4 separate regions of the Mus musculus genome follow, and regions 1, 2 and 3 are each linked to region 4. A link is a contact called in public Hi-C and Micro-C data. All regions are on one chromosome and are shown on one strand. Each heading gives the region's core, a stretch centred on a gene start, on an enhancer-like site or on the middle of the called end of the contact. The rest is flanking DNA. Distances are from core to core; before and after follow the strand shown. Region 1 holds the start of Pogk (pogo transposable element with KRAB domain). Region 2 holds the start of 1700056E22Rik (RIKEN cDNA 1700056E22 gene). Region 3 holds the start of Uap1 (UDP-N-acetylglucosamine pyrophosphorylase 1). Region 4 holds the start of Opn3 (opsin 3).

Evidence for each region. Hi-C and Micro-C count contacts between places; a contact is called where the count stands out from the background.
Region 1: a contact with region 4 is called in a Hi-C map of B cells, with 5 read pairs. The contact joins the promoter of Pogk here to the promoter of Opn3 in region 4. A contact is called at or near these places in 2 of 484 Hi-C or Micro-C datasets (B cells and CD4 T cells).
Region 2: a contact with region 4 is called in a Micro-C map of embryonic stem cells, with 11 times the contacts expected there. The contact joins the promoter of 1700056E22Rik here to the promoter of Opn3 in region 4. A contact is called at or near these places in 2 of 484 Hi-C or Micro-C datasets (embryonic stem cells and rod photoreceptor).
Region 3: a Hi-C map of CD8 T cells shows a contact between it and region 4, with 9 times the contacts expected there. The contact joins the promoter of Uap1 here to the promoter of Opn3 in region 4. A contact is called at or near these places in 4 of 484 Hi-C or Micro-C datasets (CD4 T cells, CD8 T cells and regulatory T cells).

What each region holds. Positions count from the first base shown.
Region 1 is chr1:166,408,546-166,411,245 of GRCm38.p6, reverse strand. Pogk (pogo transposable element with KRAB domain) reads left to right here and starts at 1,418. Exons shown (of 6, transcript NM_175170.4): 1 at 1,418-1,539; 2 at 1,915-2,248. The coding sequence starts at 2,230.
Region 2 is chr1:184,032,693-184,035,392 of GRCm38.p6, reverse strand. It overlaps 1700056E22Rik (RIKEN cDNA 1700056E22 gene), which reads left to right and starts at 1,395. Exons shown (of 1, transcript NM_028516.1): 1 at 1,395-2,361. The coding sequence starts at 1,533. The coding sequence ends at 2,237. Dusp10 (dual specificity phosphatase 10) reads right to left here and starts at 1,012. Exons shown (of 4, transcript NM_022019.6): 1 at 824-1,012.
Region 3 is chr1:170,173,699-170,176,398 of GRCm38.p6, reverse strand. It overlaps Uap1 (UDP-N-acetylglucosamine pyrophosphorylase 1), which reads left to right and starts at 1,435. Exons shown (of 11, transcript NM_001305045.1): 1 at 1,435-1,649.
Region 4 is chr1:175,691,182-175,693,881 of GRCm38.p6, reverse strand. Opn3 (opsin 3) reads left to right here and starts at 1,250. Exons shown (of 4, transcript NM_010098.3): 1 at 1,250-1,712. The coding sequence starts at 1,346. It overlaps Gm39707 (a long non-coding RNA gene), which reads right to left and starts at 836. Exons shown (of 3, transcript XR_865748.2): 1 at 791-836.

The DNA.
Region 1 (2,700 bases), core at 169-2,668, 9.3 Mb after region 4:
TTCTCACTTTTGCAATGGAAACTGCCATTTCCCTCAGCAAAGTTAAAAATGAGAATATCAATTAATTTAAGCCACCATTCCTGATTCTTAAAAAAATAAATAAATATATACATCAAAAGAGCTATCCATTAAAACAACAAAGGAATCCTAACCTTCTCTTTCAATATATCAATAATCTCTGTGCAGTGATTAAGCCATCATTGCTCTTTGCTCTTGTCAGCCATAACAACATTTCAAGAGTGAGTCTTCTGTGTCGTACTATATGTATTAAAAAGCACAGCTCATCTATGCCTTGGCATTTGTGCTTACACACACATTAGTGAACAGAAGCAATAAGTTTAAAGTAAAATGTTTAACAACAGCTTCTCCTGGGGGCTGTAAAGGCAGCTCGGGTGTTAAGTGCACTGCTCTTGAAGAGGATCAGAGCTTAGTTTCCAGCACCCCGATCAGGCAGCTCACAGCTACCTGTAACTCCAACACAGTGGTATCCCATGACTCTAGCCTTCAGGCATAAGCACATACCCATGCACATATTACTTAAAATAATATTTTGATTTTTAAAAACGATTCTTTTCTTAACCACAGGCTCTTGAACCCTCTCCTGAGCTGCCTCTGCTGCCGTGCTCCCCACCCCCACCTCTGCTTGCCCAGCCTTATTTAAGCAAGAATCCTAAGTCAGTTTAGCACATTTGTTATCTGATCACCCTGGTCTGCTTTCAACCAGAATCCAGTTTAGTGGGTTTAGCAAGAATCCCTCAATCTTTGATAATTCCTCTTAGTAATTATCCACACTCTTGACATCCACACCCCTTCCTCTCCTTGGCTATAAATCACCAACCCCCAAGTTGAACTCAATCTTTTAGTATTTTCAATAAGTATGAAGTGTGTGTGTGTGTGTGTGTGTGTGTGTGTGTGTGTGTGTGTGTGTGTGTGGTGTTTGTTTAAACAAGGTCCAAACAGATCTCCGACTGTAGAATCTTTTTCTGAAATAAGAAGATTTTCGAGGTCTCCTGGAACATGGTTGCTATATTCTCCACAGAGCTGTGGGCAAACAACTCGAAAAAACTTCTTCACACCTACTACGCCCAGGAAACTACATGCTTGGGAGTTAAAGGGCAATACTACAAAAATCTTCAAGTTCGCTTCTTGGTATGCTTGGATCAGCGTTCTGGACAGAACAAGAACGATGAGCCCGGTCACCCCTCCGCGCACAGAGCATTTCTGGATGCCTGAGCGGAAAGGCTGCGGTGTTCCTCCGAGCAAATGCCCACCTCGGCGGCCGCAAGTGAGCCAGCCACCGGGCTAACGCGGCTCGAAGCACCGAGGTCGCCGGAAGCGCCGCCGAGACCTGCTGACGTCACCGCCCCTAGCCCGCCCCTAACACCCTGGGCTCCGCCCACCCCTCCCCTCCCACCACGTGTCCTCGCTCCCTCCCGAGGGGCCGCGCTGGGGCGGCGGGAGCGGTGGAGACGATGGCGCGGTGAATGCCGGGCCACAGCCTTCGTCGCCCTTTGCGGCGACGCCGCCCGCTCGGCCGGGGTGAGTGCGCGCGGGCTGCGGGATCCGGGCGGCTCGTCCTCGAGGCCGGCGGAGGAGGCTGGGCCACGGTGGGGCGGGGGCCGCCGGTGGCAGTGTCGCCTCCGCCGCCGCCTTTGTTGCGGGCCGGCCGGGGAGGTAGGCGGCGTGGGCTGTCGCCGCCCCGCAGGTGGACCGAGGACCTTAGTGGTGGGCGGGGGTGGCGGGAGAGGGTTGGACAAGATGGCTGGAGCGGGCAAGGGCGGCGGCGAGCACCTTCGTGCCGGCCCCTCCCACCACCCGCCCCGCAGCTGGGCACAGGCCGCGGCCAAGTTCAGGTCCCGGGACTCCTGTGACCTCACGAGTGTTCCTACCTCCCCATGCCTCCACCCACCCCAGAAACATTGAAGAAGCTGACTCTGAACTCCGGGAAGATCCTTGCTTGGGAAGTCCCGGGAAATGGAGCTCACAGATGCACACTCTCTGCATACCCAGCAGCTGCCCGCAGTCTCTTCTGGGGAACCTCTTTGTACCAGCCTGAGGAGGCTTCGAATAGAGAGGATTTGCGACCCAGAGGCGAGGAGAAGTCCAGCCAGGTTTGGGTTGGCCTCTGCCACCCAGGCACGCCCCTCTCTGCATCATGGACTTGGCTTTGGGAGGTCCTTTGAGGCAGAAAAACTGTTAAGTTTCTGAAGTAGCTTGTGGACAGCGCCTATGAATCTGGAAAACCCAGGTGATAACTATTTTGGGCTAACTATTTAAATTTCCTATCTAGGCTGAGATACTTTGATGTGGTAGCAAATCAGCACCGCCCTCCTCTGGTCCTGATTCCGTGCTCAAACAGTCCTGGCAGTGGGAACTTCTGCCCATCACTGAGCTGTTTGAAACCTCTTCCCGGGATATTTACCCACTGTTCTAAGTTCTGCCCTTCTGCACAGAGGCTCTGTGAAAACTACTCTGGTCTCCGTGCCACAGGGGGCTCTTTAAATATTTGAAGTTAGCCAGATAAATTATCTGCCCTCAGCCTCTGTAATAATTAAATAAGCCAGCCACCTTTCTGAACCCCTTCCTTCCAGCTGGAAGCAGACAGTGCTTTGACCTAAACAGGTTTGTGTGTGTGTGTGTGTGTGTGCCTGAGCCGCCCTCTCACAGACTAGTTCCCACTGACACCTGATTGTCTGCTAA
Region 2 (2,700 bases), core at 146-2,645, 8.3 Mb before region 4:
AAACCTTCTGCCTGCCTCCCTCCCTCCCTCCCCTCCCCTCCCCTCCCTCCCTCCTTCCCTCTCCCTTGCGTAGTATTTTTTTTTTCAGAGCGAGTACTATTCCAAAAACTGTTAACTGTGTCCCAGCTGGAACATGAATGCAGTCAAAGTCTTTGCTATTTTGCTACCTGGTAAGGGGACATCCAGGATTAGTAGCCTATTCCCTAGGAGGAGAACCCGGGAACGACTTTCCAGAGACACAGGCTGGGACCGGTACCTCTTCACTGTGCTGCTGCTCACACACGGGCACAGAGCGCACTGAGATCTGCATCCTTGCAGCAGATAGCTCCAAAGCCAGTCTGGCCCGGGAAACCTCCCACAAAAATAGCACGAACCCCCTACCCCCTTTCTCGCTAATCTTCCTTCCACCACTAACAGGGACTGAAGAAAAACCAAGTGCTTAAAGAATGCTCCTTCCCCACTCCTGGGGCACGTAGCATCCCTATTCCGTGCCACCACTGAGCATCATGAGCAAAGCCTTGGGCTTTGAAAACTGCCATAAAGCATCTTAACCAAACCAAAACTCATTTCCCCTCTTCATCCCAGGGCAAGCAGAGCCAAAAGACTAAACCTTAGGATCTTCCTTACCTGACGTAGGTCCGTCTCTGTCTCTCTGACACTGTCTCTGTCTCTCTCTCTCTCTGTCTCTCTGTCTCTGTCTCTCTCTCTCTCACTCACACACACACACACACACACACACACACACACACACACATACACACACACACACACACGGAACCCTCCACCCTCCGGCTCTGAGTGACCCGTGATGTCTTCCACTTACTTCATCAATAAGCGTAGCCCTCTACCATCTGGCGCCCGCTCCAGCTATGCGCTCGCGCAGTGCGCCCCCATTCACTCAGCTTCATTGATCCCCAGCAGCAACACAGAGTTACTTTCTCTTTTGCTACAGCGTAAATGTAAGCTTTGGAGGGGGCGGGGTTGCCTCCGAGCGACGGCGCGATACGCCAATGAAGACCCAGAGGCTGCCGCCCGCTACATCACAGTGGTCTCTGACCAATAAGAAGCCGAGGAGGGCGGAGAAAGGGGCGAGGCCTCGCCTTGGGAGGGAGGCCGGCTCGGACCCGCTAGTGGGTTTGGTGTGTTAGAACGCGCGGGTGGTGATGTCATTGGCAACCAATCAAAAACTTAAAAGTGCTAGCCCGGGCCCGCTTGGAGCAGCGGCTCTCTATTTACATGTAAACCTAGGCAGCAGGACGCGGTTAACCCTTCCTGGGACTGAAGTGTCAATGGCTTGCTCTGGTCGCTCCGGCTGAAACTGGTTCTTCTGACCCTCCCCCGCCCCCTGTTGAGGACATCAGCCTCGCGGGGTCTCCATTCCGCCTTTTGACTCCAGGTGGAGTGTCCATCCAACTTTCCCCAGGCCGGAGACGACTCGAAGCCGGGTCCCTCCATGGCTGTGGCTGCGCCGCGCGGGACGTGAGCGTGCACAGGGCCGGCCTCCCCGCAGCCCCGCTTGGCCCGGCCCGCAGATGTCGCTGCCCCTCCGGCTGCCCTACTGCTCTCCCGCGCGGCGGCTGCGCGCCGTGCTCTTGTTCCCCTACTTCCGTGACCCTGTCACTCCTCCGCCGTCCCCAACCTGTTCTCAGGAGCCCGACTCCGATCCCGAAGGCGGCACTCCGGAGAGCTACTCGGAGGAGGACGCCTGGCTCTGTGAGAGCAGCCACTGGGGGCCGGTGTTGAAGGGCAGCGTGGGCGCCGTCCCGCAGAGCTGGGCGTGGCCGGGCCCTCCGAACGCCCCACAAGCCCCGCAGCCCAGGCACCGACCTCCTCCCAACGCGGTCCCCGCTTCTCCCGCGGCCACCTCCCCCTGTGCGATGTTTTGGAGCCCGCAGTCCATCCGCCCCCCGGTGCTGGGCCGCCCCCGGCCCTCAGTGGCGCAGGGCCCTCGGCGAGCCAAGGAGCGCCAGCCTGGAACAGCAAGCGCCGGCGGGAAGGAGCCAGAGCTCGGGTTGAACAGCCAGAATGAGCGGCGCTTGAGGAGCATGGAAGGGCCCACGCCAGCTCTCCCGATTCCCCGAACTTTGTCCATCAGAGGGGTCACTACTGGTCGGGGTATGTCACCGGTGAAGAGAAGTGGGAAGCTGAGCAAGCCTGCTAGCGCCTTGCCAGAAAAATATCAGGGAAGGTACAGAAGAATGACCCTGGAATTCAAAGGAGTGGAAAAGCCCAGATGAACTGTGATGAAGTTGCGTTAAAGAATCCTAAAGCAATAGAGCTTTTTATACCTCCCTACCCCCTCAGAGAGGAAGACCAAAATGTGAAGTAATTGAAGTGGAATAAAACATTATCAGCTCCGTGGCAGGTTCAGATGTCCTTAATGATGGGAGGCGTTTGCTTTAGGCCCCAGACATTCACCATTGCTGTTGATCTAGGATCATAAGGTGTCCAACCATCATCACCTTCGCTGACTAGCTCTGTCGATTCAGCATGATCTCCCTTGAGTTGAGCACTTCTACACAAGTGCACACTGGGGTTGGAAAAGGATTTTCTTTAGCCCCATTCTGTCTACACACCCAAATACACAGCACCCACACCCGAATGTCTGCACACGAGTGTCCAGGTCGCACCCTTTGGTCCTTAGATCTTTGAGGATTAGCAGGATCAGGCTAGTGGAGGAGGTAGGCTGTGCGCATTTTC
Region 3 (2,700 bases), core at 186-2,685, 5.5 Mb after region 4:
CCTTGAAGAAATAGACTCTTGATTCCCCTGTAGAGTCTATTGTAAGTTCTACTGTAGAATAACTCAATAAATAAATACGTTTTGGACAATATGCTCTTTATTGACTGCTGTAGCCGCCAATTTCTTTCTAAGAGAATGCTTCTACCCCAGGGACTTGCACACATAAAGAAGGTCAAGAGATTCTGGGCAACCCCATTGTGGGCAGGCTCTGAATTCTTCACTTAAGACTCGGTACTTTCCAAGCTGGAAGTATGAAAACTAGAGAACACACCCGTGTTGTTAGTCTTGCTCCAGGAAGGCACACCTACCACTATCAACAGCACTGTGGGTGCCATTTACAGCTTCTCAGGCGACGTGGCGTTCTGACAGGATTCCAGAGAGCATGCAAGGCTAAGGCCAAGCAAATACTGCTAATAATATATCATGTCCTTCCTTGATCCTGTTCCACCAAGCTGTTTATCCATCTAATCTCTCAAAGCCACAAAGGTGCCTTAACAGATGGGCAACTACGTTTTTATTTACAAATGATACCCCTTGTTAAATGATATTTCTAAATGACATAAATTGATAGTAAAGTCTGGATTAAAAATGAATACGCAAGAATGACTAAGAAAACACTGAAAATGTAAAATGAGGAAGCCTATCCACCTGATGGAAAACATCCTGATATGTTAAATTTAGTTGCTTTTGACATCTCAACAAATTGGACTCTCGTTTCAAAACCTGCAAAAACCCAACATAATAGCTCTAAATATAAATGCAACTTCATAACACTGAGATTATAGCCTGCACATGCACATCTGCTGCCTATGCTGTAACAGGACAGTTGAATTTTAGCTCTCCTCTCCTAGCTAAGTTCTTGCTCTCTGGGCCGGTTCTCCCTGACTGGCACATTTTGCATGGCCTCGGGTCATCTAATCCCTTTTGATTGCATTTCGTTCACTAGTCGCTGTGCAAAAGGCAACCCGGCTGTGTCGACACCCAAGAGACTCCGAAGACAATGGCAGAGGAAGCCCGGGTCACTGGCAAACAGGTATGTGGAGAATTAGAGACAAAATCAGCTAGCTTAAGGTCACAGGCCTGCCTTGGAGGGATCTCTGCCTAGAAACCGGCGGGTCTTTCCCAACCACACCCGTGGGCGTTCGGAAATCCGTCACTTGAAGACTCACTGCCAGCGCCGCGCTCCCTACCAGGCGCTCTGATCCGCCCCGGGTGACCGAGAGGACCCGCCCTGCAGTTTGTCCTTAAGGTGGCGCCTGGCCTCACCTCCCCGCGAAGCCGCGCGCGTAGCCGGCCCCGCCCCTGCTAGTGCGTGGGGGGCGGTACCACAGACTGACAGGATCCTTGGCCATCCTATTGGGCAAGAGTCTGAGTGACGTAAAGAGGCTCCTCCTTCCTGTCGCCGGTGCCCGCCCCTTTGGCTGTTCTCGGTCGCTGACGTGTCGGGCCGGCAGGCTTCCGCTCCGCCCCTGGGCCGCAGCCACTCACCGCGGCGGGAGGGGCCGGGTGGCCGGGGCCCGCGCTCCCCTCGGCCGCTGCTCGTGGCCCGCCCCGCCGCCCCGGCCCCTCGGATGACAGTATATATTCCAGGCGGGCGCGGGACACGGGCGAGTAGCCGAGCCGAAGGAGCCGCGGGATTGTCGAGGGAGGTAGGGACCCCCTTCACGCGCGCGCTCCCATGCCTAGCGCGGGGACCCGGCTACGCGTTGCCGCACCTTGCTCGGCGTCCGCTGCTCGGAGCTCCGGAGAGGCGTGGGCTGTGTCGCGGCGGGGCGGGGATGCGCGCGCGGAGGGTCTTGGGGGAGACCTGAGGGAGGAGGCTTGGGTGATGATGGAGTTCCCGGCGCTTGTCAGCGCTGTTTTTGAGTTGGGGGAAGAGGAGCCAGGAGGGTTTCAGGCTAGGGCCCGGGCATAGTTGTGCCACTTCTGGGGTTCACCGGTGGGAATAAGTGATCGCTGTTACTGTTGGGAAAGCGCGTTGGGGTGTTTTGAACCCACGAGGGTAAGAATTGATAGTTCCGACCAGGACAGTGGATCCCAATGGGGGATGTGACTAGCACAGGACCCGCTTGCCTTCGCTTGATACTGATAGTGAGAGAGGTTCAGATTTCAGGGTTTTCCCCTCAGTTGGACTGGAGGAACGGTGAGGCTGAGAGCACACATATGCTCTAGAAGATTTTTTAAAAGTTTGGTGTGAAGGCTGACTGGCCTTCATCGGCATACTATGAGATCTGATATCCGATGGTAATGATCATGCATTTATGAGAGGCACAAGTTTAAGGACTTGGAGGTGAAGTTCACTGGGCTTGGATCCAAGAGTTTGCAGCAAACCAAAAGCATTTATCCATTTCGTTATTAGTTGACTCACTTGGCTGAGGGAAAAGACTTCATAGTCTGTCCTGTTAGTTAGTGGTTAGGACTCAAGTCAGTCTCAGTACCATTCCTCCCCACCCCCACCCCAGCCCCTCCCCTCCCCTCTTTTTTCCTGTTTCGTTTGTTTGTTTGTTTGTTTCCGAGACAGGGTTTCTCTGTGTAGCTTTGGTTGTTGGAACTCACTCTGTAGACCTGGCTGGCCCAGAATTCAGAGATCCATTTACCTTAAAGATATGTACCGCCACTGCCTGGCTCCATGTGTCCCCCCCACCCCACCCCCACCCCCCAAAGCGATTTACTAACCCACCCTGAGGACATATAGCAGCA
Region 4 (2,700 bases), core at 1-2,500:
AAAGCAGGCCTAAAGAAGTGACGTTCACAATCTATATTTGACTTGTTCTATATTTGCATTGCTGCTGGGGAAAGGTCCAGTGGAAAATGCGTGCTGTTCTAAATATATCCTCTCTATACCTGCTAGATTTGGATTGAAGCCTTAGGGGGCGGGGCACTGCTCAAGAGATCACCTCCAGAGAAGCATTTGGACTGGATTGTGTATCAGGTGTACCTACTGCAGACTGAGAAGGCTTGGGATCCAGTGGAAGGGTGACTTGGGTGTCACTCTGATGCTATTTCCTTCCTTATTCTGGGGCTCTGAGAGTGGCAGCTCAGAACACTGTCATAAACGCTGGGACATATCTTCCAGCTCTAAGGTAGTTGAGACTCAGCCTGCTGCGTTTGTTTGTTTGTTTTTAACGTCAGGTTCCCTGTTTATGAGATCATTTCGCTGGCGCTCTACTTCGGGCATTTCAGTGTTTTGTTTTCTTTCTATTGGGTGTATGAGGTGGGGGTGGGTGTTATTATAGCTTCCCAGGAAAGAGAGTATTTCATTCAGCATGCTTAACTGAGTTAAGCGCAGGCGTTCATAAATATTTATGAATGAGTGTATGCTAGGGTGAGTGACTTAACGGGTGAATGGACGAGATGCTTTAGAGTCCGTTGAGGGCTGTGAGGATCCGCTGTGGCTAATTTACCTCCGTAAGGGAGTTTACTTTCTCTTTTTTTCTGTACAGTCTGTTCAGGTTTCCACCTCGGCTTAAGGGTGAAGGAAGCAGAGCAAGAGCTCACTGGTCTCTGAAACTCACCTCTGCTGGGCGGGAACGCGCCCGGGAGGTGGGAGGGGGGAAAAGGGGCGGGCCGCTAAAGCAGTAGGGCGGGGCCACAGCTCAGAGGCGCGGTCAGAGGTTCTAAGAAGGCGGAGCTGTATGCCGGAGGGCGGGGCCAAGGGTGTGAGTCAGAGGGCGGGGTAACAGGAGATTCCGGGAGGGAGGAGCCGCAGGCCAGACTGCGGAAGAGTCTTAGGAGGGCGGGGCCAAAACGGCTGCCGTATGGATGAGGCCGCAAGGTAGAAGGGCGTGGCCTCCAGGGAGGTCCCGTGGGAGGGACTGCAAGTGCTAGCTAGTGGGGCTCGGGACCCACGCGGGAGGGTGGGATAGCAAGAACGCTAGGAGGGCGGAGTTTCATGCGGTGGGGCGGGGTCCTAGCACCGAAGGGCGGGGCCTCGGGTGCGCGCGGGTTGGGCGGGCCTGGCGCGGCTCCCGGGCACAATGGCCTGAGCGGCCCGCAGAGCGTGAGATCCACCCTGTTCGGGCCGCCCGGCTCACCGAGCCCTCTCTCTCACGGCGCGCCGGCGTCGGGCCATGTACTCGGGGAACCGTAGTGGCGACCAGGGCTACTGGGAGGACGGGGCGGGCGCCGAGGGCGCAGCACCGGCGGGCACGCGGAGCCCCGCGCCTCTCTTCAGCCCCACCGCGTACGAGCGCCTGGCGCTGCTACTCGGCTGCCTCGCGCTGCTGGGCGTCGGCGGCAACCTGCTGGTGCTGCTTCTCTACTCCAAGTTCCCGAGACTGCGCACGCCCACCCACCTCTTCCTGGTCAACCTGAGCCTGGGCGACCTGCTGGTATCCCTGTTCGGAGTCACCTTCACCTTCGCGTCGTGCCTGCGGAACGGCTGGGTGTGGGACGCCGTGGGCTGCGCGTGGGACGGGTTTAGCGGCAGCCTCTTTGGTGAGTCGCCCGGGACGCGTTCTCCTTGCCTCTCAACTTTCCCCCGGGTACATCAGCTCTGGGCCTCCGTCCTCCCCGGGATCGTCCCTGATAGCCAGTCATCACCCACAACTCCCTCTCTCTCCTCGAGAACCTCCCTTAGATACCCAACCCTCGCCTCCCTTCTCCCTTTCATCTGGTCTTCATCCCCAACTCTGTTTCCCTCCTTGCCTGGATTTACACACCCTTCTTCCCAGCCAGTCACCAACCCCAGCCCCTCCTGCCTCTGTAGCACTTTCCAAAGTCTCCCTGCCGCTGGCCATCTTATTTCCCCTCATCTATTTTTACTTCCTACTGTAGCTCTCAACAGGGCAGCTCACAGTGGACTTTACAGAGGGAGAAAGAAATGAGGCCCTGTAGAGTCAAGAGATGCAAGAAAAAAGTCAACTCCTGAACAGTGGAGGCGAGAACAAGGAGAGATTTAATTCACAAATTTAGTATTTGTTCCTCAGAATGACATGTAGAATCCTAAATAACGCAGTATTTTACCCCCTTTCACTCGTTAGCAATTATAAACAGTTGAATGCTTCCTAGGGGATGAGACTTTTTTTTTTTTTTAATTTCCTGTACATAGGTTCTGTCACACCAGAGGTTACAAATGGCGCAAAGGAGTCCAACTCATAATTAGCAGGGCAGCCAGTACATTTAATTGAAGTAGAACTTGTTGCTTTCTTGAAGATTTATATTGAGAATTGACAGGTTGAAGGTTGACTGATCCAGTATTCTAAGCCTGGGAAAAACGTGTGTGTGTGTGTGTCCCCTAGGGATTTTGTTTGTATAACGATTTAAAATAGAAATGGATATTTCTTAAGGCTTAAAGTCCCTTTCACAAACCTTAAAAACACATTGATAATTTACTATTGACTTGATCTTGCCAGATCTTAGAGAAAAACGTCTCTGTAATATCCTTGACAATTGTTATTTGCCAACTTACATGTGGCAAACCCAA